Linked DNA regions of Mus musculus: region 1 is linked to region 2. The links are chromatin contacts, called in public HiChIP or PLAC-seq maps. All regions are on one chromosome and are shown on one strand. Each heading gives the region's core, a stretch centred on a gene start, on an enhancer-like site or on the middle of the called end of the contact. The rest is flanking DNA. Distances are from core to core; before and after follow the strand shown. Region 1 overlaps Slc22a15 (solute carrier family 22 (organic anion/cation transporter), member 15). Region 2 has its middle 24 kb from the start of Gm40109.

The links. HiChIP or PLAC-seq counts read pairs in DNA pulled down with a chosen protein or histone mark.
Region 1: an H3K27ac HiChIP or PLAC-seq map of double positive thymocytes shows a contact between it and region 2, with 4 times the contacts expected there. The contact joins two enhancer-like sites. A contact is called at or near these places in 2 of 39 promoter capture datasets (liver and stem cell-derived epiblast-like cells), 3 of 115 datasets of contacts at active chromatin or transcription factors (bone marrow-derived dendritic cells, double positive thymocytes and embryonic stem cells) and 4 of 9 other capture datasets (adipose tissue, embryonic stem cells, liver and 1 more).

What each region holds. Positions count from the first base shown.
Region 1 is chr3:101,858,015-101,861,812 of GRCm38.p6, reverse strand. Slc22a15 (solute carrier family 22 (organic anion/cation transporter), member 15) reads left to right here. Exons shown (of 12, transcript NM_001039371.2): 11 at 824-1,012; 12 at 1,294-3,798. The coding sequence ends at 1,374. Among named protein-coding and RNA genes, the nearest start is that of Mab21l3, 24 kb to the right of the region's middle. Within about 2 kb of position 1,797, at least 15 of the 459 cell types and tissues checked have an H3K27ac peak or open chromatin away from gene starts, as enhancers often do. A contact at or near this core is called in double positive thymocytes, where this site is marked.
Region 2 is chr3:101,482,302-101,486,357 of GRCm38.p6, reverse strand. No RefSeq gene overlaps it. Among named protein-coding and RNA genes, the nearest start is that of Gm40109, 24 kb to the left of the region's middle. Within about 2 kb of position 1,552, at least 3 of the 459 cell types and tissues checked have an H3K27ac peak or open chromatin away from gene starts, as enhancers often do. A contact at or near this core is called in double positive thymocytes, where this site is marked.

The sequences.
Region 1 (3,798 bases), core at 548-3,047, 380 kb before region 2:
GCACAAACACACACACACACACACACACACAGTTAAAATCCTAAAATATATTTTAGAGTATTATATCACAATGTACTATTATATAATAAAATATCATTAAGGCATTAGTTACACTGTGGGTTTTGATGCTGCCTTTAAGGGCTTTTCTAGAGGACATTGAAAAGAAATACCCTAACCAATAGAGCCAGCCCATGATGGTTGGGAGCCTGTGTATTGAAAGGCATCATCGACTTTCTCTGAGGATGCTCTTTGTATCTCTGAAGCAGTTGCACCATATTCAACTCAAATAGTTTATGAACTCTGTGTGCCATGGGGCTTTTTGGGGGGAGGGGTTCTACTTTTTAAATCTTGGGTCTCTCAATGATGAACATTATAACACATTTGACCACTGCAAAGTTTATTATCAGCAGATAGTCCAGGGCCGTCTTCATATGAAGAGAATGTGGAGATCAGTGTGGGGCAGACTTTTCCCTCAGGTGGAAGCTGGACTTGAGAGTTCCTGTGAACTCTGCCAGTGTGAGCCTGCCATGCTAACAGAGAGCCATGGCCATGCTTTGTCTGACATGGTTGGCCCAAGGCTTCTCGTCCATATTCTTGTCTAGCCCTTTGGCTCACTTAGACCTATCACTAAATGCCTGAAGAAACATTATGTGACTTCCCTGGATAACTATCTTAGAGCAAAGAAAACATGGTGTGTGGTGTTCTTGTGGGAAGGTGCTGACTAGACAGTAAACATGGCAGTTCTTGATCACCCAACTGTTGATGTCACCTGCTGAGAAGCTGAATGGTTTGTTTGGTTTTGTTCCACTTCCTGTCTCCACAGAAGGAAGTACAGTGGTCTCTGCCCTTCATCGTGTTTGGAGCCACAGGCCTGACCTCAGGCCTCCTGAGCCTGCTATTGCCAGAGACTCTGAACAGCCCTTTGCTGGAGACATTTTCTGATCTTCAAATGTACTCATATAGGAGGTTAGGAGAGGAAGCGCTATCTCTACAGACCTTGGATCCTCCACAGGTATAGAGACACATGCTGTAACCATCTAGGTGCCCTTGGGTTTGATCCCCAGAACCATCTAAACCTGAGTGTGGTGGTACACCCCTGTAAACCTAGCACTAGAGAGGTAGAGACAGGAAGATCAGAAGGTGATCTCAGCTACTTAGAAAATTGGAAGCTAACTTGGTCTGCATGGGTCCCTGTCTCAAAACAACAGCAAAATTGCACTGTGAGTGCCTGGGTGGTAATTCTCATTAAGGCCTGTCATGATCACTTCTACAAGATCTCCTTTGCCATTGCAGCCCCTGGACAAGGTCAGCAGTGAGAGTGAGGAGGAGGAAGAGTTCTATGATGCAGATGAGGAGACCCAGATGATCAAGTGAAGAGCCCGCATTCCTGCCCAGAAGCAGAGCCCCATCATCCTTAGTGCCTCAGCTTCAGCACCAGAGATGTATTCAGCCCACACTGACGCTTTCCAGATGGGAGAGGCGGTGGAGGAGAGATTCCAAAAGGGAGAACTTGCTGCGTTGAGGGAGTCATTGCTGACTTGTTCGGGACTGGGGCTGAGCTCAGCACCACGCCTCTGGCTGCACAGCTCAGATCCACCTTGTAGGACTGGTGCCTCATGCTGCTACCCTTCCTCGGGACCTAAGAGCAGGTGTGTGAAACTGCTCGCACTTTAACTAGGGTTAGCCAGACCTTCCCCGAGATGTCATCTTCCTAGCAAGCATCCCTGTCACTTGCTTCTCCCCCACCAGGAATCTTCTGGTGCAGGTTGATGTGTACAGAGCTCCCAGCTTCCCATCAGCTCATTGGCTGGTTCCCAGCTCATTGGTTGCTGGTGCAGCTTGTGCCTTTAGTCTGTGCTCATTCACTAATAAAGGGCAGAATTAGCGGAGCATTTCTCATCAGAGGGCTGGCTGTGGCAGGGAAGCTCCCTTTGACGCTTGCGTCATGCGATTTTTTTCCCCCACTTGGATGCATTTGGGGACTGTTTTTCTTTGTGAGATTCTAGCATCAGCAATAACTTCAAAATCATGCCCAGCCAACGAGGAAACTTTACAGACTGAGGGTGGCGAGCAAGTGACACGCTAAGCACTTTGTAAATGACTTAAGAGGGGAGAGTCTCTCACAGTGTCGTCAGTGTGCAACAAGGGACATGCACAGCACACCAGGGCTGGACTCTGCCCTGCATCAGCCTCTACTGGTTATTTAAAAGGCAGGGTGGAGGGTTTTTTGTTTTTTAAGAAAATGGTGGGTTTTCATTGAGTGCTTCCGTGGATTTCCAAATGAATCATAACCTGTCTCTCACAAAACTTGAACACTCTCAAATGGCATATAAGCCAGGAGTCCACATGTGGGCAATCGATCAATCGATCACGCCCCGACCAGGGAAACGGCTGTGTGTTTAGGATTTCTGTGTCTGCTAATCTCTTGGGAGTAGAAAGCACACAGAGTAGAAAGGTGCTCTGTAGATGCCCCTGGAAACTGTGCAAGCCTGCATTCTTTGCCTCCAGCTATGTTCCTGGACTCCTCTGTGTTGTCTGGGCTTTTACTGTACTGGTCTGTTCCACTGTTAAATAATTTTTCCTTTGTGCCCTTGGGTATGGAGGAGCTGTTTCTACCAGTATGAGGAACATGCCTGGCCGGGATGCTGTGAAGACCCCATAGGTGATCCTGTGTCTAGCTGTCAGAAAGATTATAGAACTCCCTGCGACATCATATCCGCAAATTCCAGTAAAGGGTGTCCCACACTCCAAAGCACGAAGTCCTGCTGCTCTCCTCTCTGGGAAATGGAGGTCAGCTCTCCTTAGGAGAGGAAGAAAAGGACTTCCAGAAACTCTTGATTCTTGTCAAATAAAGTATTTAAAATAAAGCAGTAAATTTATATATATATATATGTATATATATATAAATTTTATATATATATATATATAAATGTTATTGAACTCTTTTTATATAATGTAACCTGTAGGAGTATTATTTTTAATATATCCCTACACAAGGTTGTTTCCCACCTCAATGGTTTTTGTTCCCAAATGAAAGACACACACACAACCTTTATATTTTAATATGCTTTAAGGAGCACAATAGCTGGTCAACTGCCTACCCTCCATGGTGTTAGACTCTACCTCCCACCGATAATTCCAAGTTACTACTTACTAGTTCCTATGTTCCATCTTGGCTGCCCCTGACCTTTACACGGTAGCTCTGCCTCTCTGGCCCTCACTCTCAGGCAGTGCTGCTCTGCTCTTCCTCCTCCTCCAGGTCCCAAGCCCTGGAAACCCCAATCCTCTTTCTTGTCTCCCCAACTATTAGCTGCTGGCATCTTTAATTACCAATCACAGTTAACTGGGGGCAGGTCCCCAGAAGCTACATGCAGACCCTCTTGTGCAAACAGTTTTGAGGGGATACAGTTAATATAGAATACAAAGAGCTACAATAACCCATCAGAGAAAATTTGGTACTAGAAGTTAGAAAGTGCATCCGTCAGTCTAGCTGCAGAAGAAGCAGGGCCATGGCTTTTTATTCATTCCCTGCTGCTGCTGAAGTTCCTGCCGCTTCTGGCTAAGCAAGTGAACTCCAGGTAATTCCCAGCCTAGAGGTAGAAGGACAGACCACAGGGTGAATTACGTGGCAAGTAATAAGGCCCGGTTGGCTGTCAGCTGCTCTTGTTGGATAAATTATTACATTTTTCTTCTCCCTGGGTAGTCCTCTAAGCACAGTTTAATAATTATTTCTCTGCCTTTGTAAAGATGAATTTTATTCCCTATGATGGCTGCTAATGAGTATTGATGGTACAAAGC
Region 2 (4,056 bases), core at 303-2,802:
GGCTTACTTGGTTAAGTGCTCTTGACTGCTCTTTCAGAAGACCAAGGTTTAGTTCCCAGCACACAGGTTGGCTCAAAGCTGCCTCTAACTACAGTTCCAAGGGATCCAACGCCCTCTTCTGGCCTCTGCAGGCACTGCATGCATATGGTGTACTTAATATACATGCAAGCTAAACACTCATACACATAAAAAAATAACCTCTTTTTAAAAATATATTTAGAAATTTGTCCTCCAAAACATTTTACTCCTTGGGTAAAACTTTTTCAATTGTCTTCTCTAACACTGTTTAGTGGAGAGCCAACAGGCGGATACTGCTTACCAAGGGGGCTCTTTGAGCTACTTATAGCTTGTAATATGGAAACAGTACCTTGGGAAATTACTTTCAAGTACTAGTCCTCCCAAATAGCCCCTATTCAAACTGGCAAGCAGAGATCTTTGCCCTGATGGACTGTACGCCATGCACCACCATGCACCAAGCATTCGAAATGTGTCTATCATCTTCAGATGTGTGTGTGTGTGTGTGTGTGTGTGTGTGTGTGTGTGTGTGTGATTGTTGTTGTTGTTATTCTGTTCTAGGGGCAATATCTTACTATGTAGTCTTAGCTGGCCTCAAATTCACCATAAAAACCAGACTGGCCTCAAACTCATAGAAATTCCCCTGCCTCTGCCTCCCGAGTGATAGAATTAAAAGCATATGCCACCATGTCAGTCTAACTAAAATGTAGACTTAAAATATAAAGACAGGGGGCTGGTGAGATGGCTCAGCGGGTAAGAGCACTGACTGCTCTTCCAAAGGTCCTGAGTTCAAATCCCAGCAACCACATGGTGGCTCACAACCATCCATAATGAGATGTGGCACCCTCTTCTGGTGTGTTTAAAGACAGCTACAGTGTACTTACATATAATAATAAATAAATAAGAATATAAAGACAGGATTGTATTAAGTCATCACATGTGGGCACTATATAGAAATGGCATGCTTGAGGAAGCTGAAATCTGGTTCGTGAATCTGATTGTAGGATCCCAAAGGGAAGTGACATGAGTCTTAGATGTCACTCGCTACCTCATGGAGAGTGTACTCTGCAGGGTTTCCTGTGGAGGAGAACTAGTCTGGCAATTTCTCTTTGGTGATGGCTGGTGTGAATCACCTGCCCCTCCCCTTTTCATCCTGATTGATGTCTTCTAAGACCTAGGGGGTTCCTGGTCAGCAGGGAAGGGCAGGCTGAGACCAGGTCACCAGTTGTTCACGATGCATGGCTGCCTCTAGTGCTCCAAGGGGACGGAGATGCTGGGGAAACAGCATCAGCTTACTCACGACACGCTTCAAGTCAGCATCCAACTCCGTACAGCTCCGTCATCCCTGTGCCTTCACCATCCTTCCATCCCAAGGAAGTGCAGCGGGTGGCAGGCAGGAGAGAAGGGGTCCTTGGCAGAGTCTGGCTTCAGGTAGGAAGCAGAGTATGTGTTGAAACAGACCACAGCCACAGGGAGGCATTGGATTCAGTCCCAGGTCACCAGGCTGGGTCCCCAAGCCTACAAAGGACTCCGAGACTCAAAGCACCAACGACGCTCTGTGCTCTGCGGAGGGACCTGGCAACTCCAGACAACAAAGAAGACAAAAAAAGCTTTTGTTTCTTTTCAACTGCCTAAACCGTCAAACTTTAAATTCTTCTTTGAGACGTTTATTTCCCAGCCTTTGAAAAGTCAAGTTTAAGTTTGAAATTAATTTTCTTAAGAAGCGTTTGCACCTTTTAAAAACAGAAAAACCCTGGTTACAACGACAAGTAACAGAGCAGTTGTAAACAGCGGCCTGTGCCCTGAGTACACAGTGCAAGGAAAGAAATGGAACTAGCCTGGCTCATCAGAATAGAGACTGCTGCTACCCCAACCCTGGAGAGACTGAGGCAGGGGTGTTACTACTGAGACCAGCCTGGGCTACACAGCAAGACCTAGTTGCAAAACAAAACAAACAAGCCACATATACTGGGGGCCAGAGAGATGGATCAGCAGTTAAGAGCACATACTAATCTTTCAGAGGACCTAAGTTTGGTTACCAGTACCTGTGTTAGGCACCTCACAGCTGCCTGTTAGCTCCAACCCCAGGGGATCTGATGCCCTCTTCTGGCCTATACAGGTACCTGCATTCACACACACACACACACACACACACACACACACACACACCACCAGCAGGGTTCCTACTTGAAATTTGCCCCCTTGATAAGATTTGTATGTGCTTTTTAAAAGGATTTATTTATTTTATGTACATGAGTACACTGTAGCTGTCTTCAGACACACCAGAAGAGGACATCAGATCCCATTACAAATGGTTGTGAGCCACCATGTGGTTGCTGGGAATTTGAACTCAGGACCTCTAGAAGAGCAGTCAGTGCTCTTAACCTCTGAGCCATCTCCCCAGCCCCCTTAGCTGTTGTGTTAGCAACCATTGAGGTTACAGTCAATTTATTTAGTGCCATGCTTTTTATATGTTTATGATTTTGTGATTCTAAAAAGTTCCTTTGTGTGGTACTGAAGCATGGCTAGTCCCTAACTGCAAGAAGGCTATGATGTGTTACTAAGAAAGCGTATGTGTTAGCCAAGCTTTATCCAAGTGATAGCTATAGTGTGTGGTAGGCTGTGAGCTCATTACTAGTAAATCAACAGTATGTGTGTTTGAGTTGCTTTTCTCATTGCTATGACAAGATATCTGATAAGAGTAACTTCAAGAAGAAGGAGGGGTTTGCTCTGACTGACAATTCAAGGACGCAGTCTGTCATGGTGAGGAAGGCATGGTGTCTGGGTGAAGCAGCTGGTTACTTAGCAACCTCAGACAGCCAGGAAGCAGGGAGAGATGAATGCTGCTTAACTTGCTCTCTCCTTTTCACTCACTCTGAGACACACACACACACACACACACACACACACACACACACACACACGTTCTCAGGACTGTGCCAGCTTCAGGGTAGATTTTCTTATAAGCCTGTATGGATGGATATTCTGCCTTAGACAGACCCAGAGTTTGTTTCCATGGTGACTGAAATCCCATCAAGTTGATAATCAAGATTATCCATCTTTAAACAGAAGCATGAAACAGAGCTGTTGGGGCTCAGGGGGTGGCTAATGAATATGCTTTGATCAGAGGTTCCTGGGAGGACTCTAACCCTATACTCCTCAGGAGCCGTGGTTCTGGGCTCACTAATTCTGTGTTCATTGTGGCTTTATGGGGGCACATCTGAGGCAGGACAAACATGTCTTAGTTAGGGTTACTATTGCTGTGATGGAACACCACGACCAAAGAAACCTGGGGAGAAAAGGGGACCTGGGTGGCATGTAACTTTAATTTTTTCAAACCTTATTTTTAATGATGATTCTTAAACTCTTAACCTCCCTTGTAGCCCACTACCCACCAGAGGTAGTGGAAAAGAAAGAATTCGGGGAGGGGGGTGGGGAAGTGGACCTGTTTTAGAAAGGTTCTTTGGAGCAACTCCTATCTATGTTGTTTGGAAATCGGCAGTTCAGTTCAAACATTGGCAGGTAGCGGCAGATGGCTACACCAGCAGCCCAGTTCAGTAGAGTTGGGTTAGCAACAGCAGTGACACCACCTAGCAGAGACAGCCAGGCCTCAGCCTTGGCTGGAATCAGCAGGAGGGACCAGCAAGGACACCAGGAGCCCTTCTCAGCTGTGCCTCTCTCAGGAAAGCAAAGATCAGCAAAGATGGGAGACCCACAAGCTTTGCACAGCTAGCTGTACCAGCAACCGAGGAGTCCTGTTTAAACCCTCCAAACATCACATGCCCTGCCTCAGCATCTGATCAGCCCGAGTCTGTGGAGAAAGCAAGAAGCCGCAGCACACCACCAGATGTTTTTTGGTGCATTTCTCTCTATGGCGTCCTGACAACTACACAAAGGCAGACCGATATATGCATGTTGTTAAGCAAAGAATCCTTCATCACGTGTCCTTTCACGTGTTTGTTTTAGCAGACCATCCCCTCTCCTGTGTCTGCCTCAGTGAAATGTTCCTTCATGAGTCTGCCTTAGCCTCCCACGCCTGTG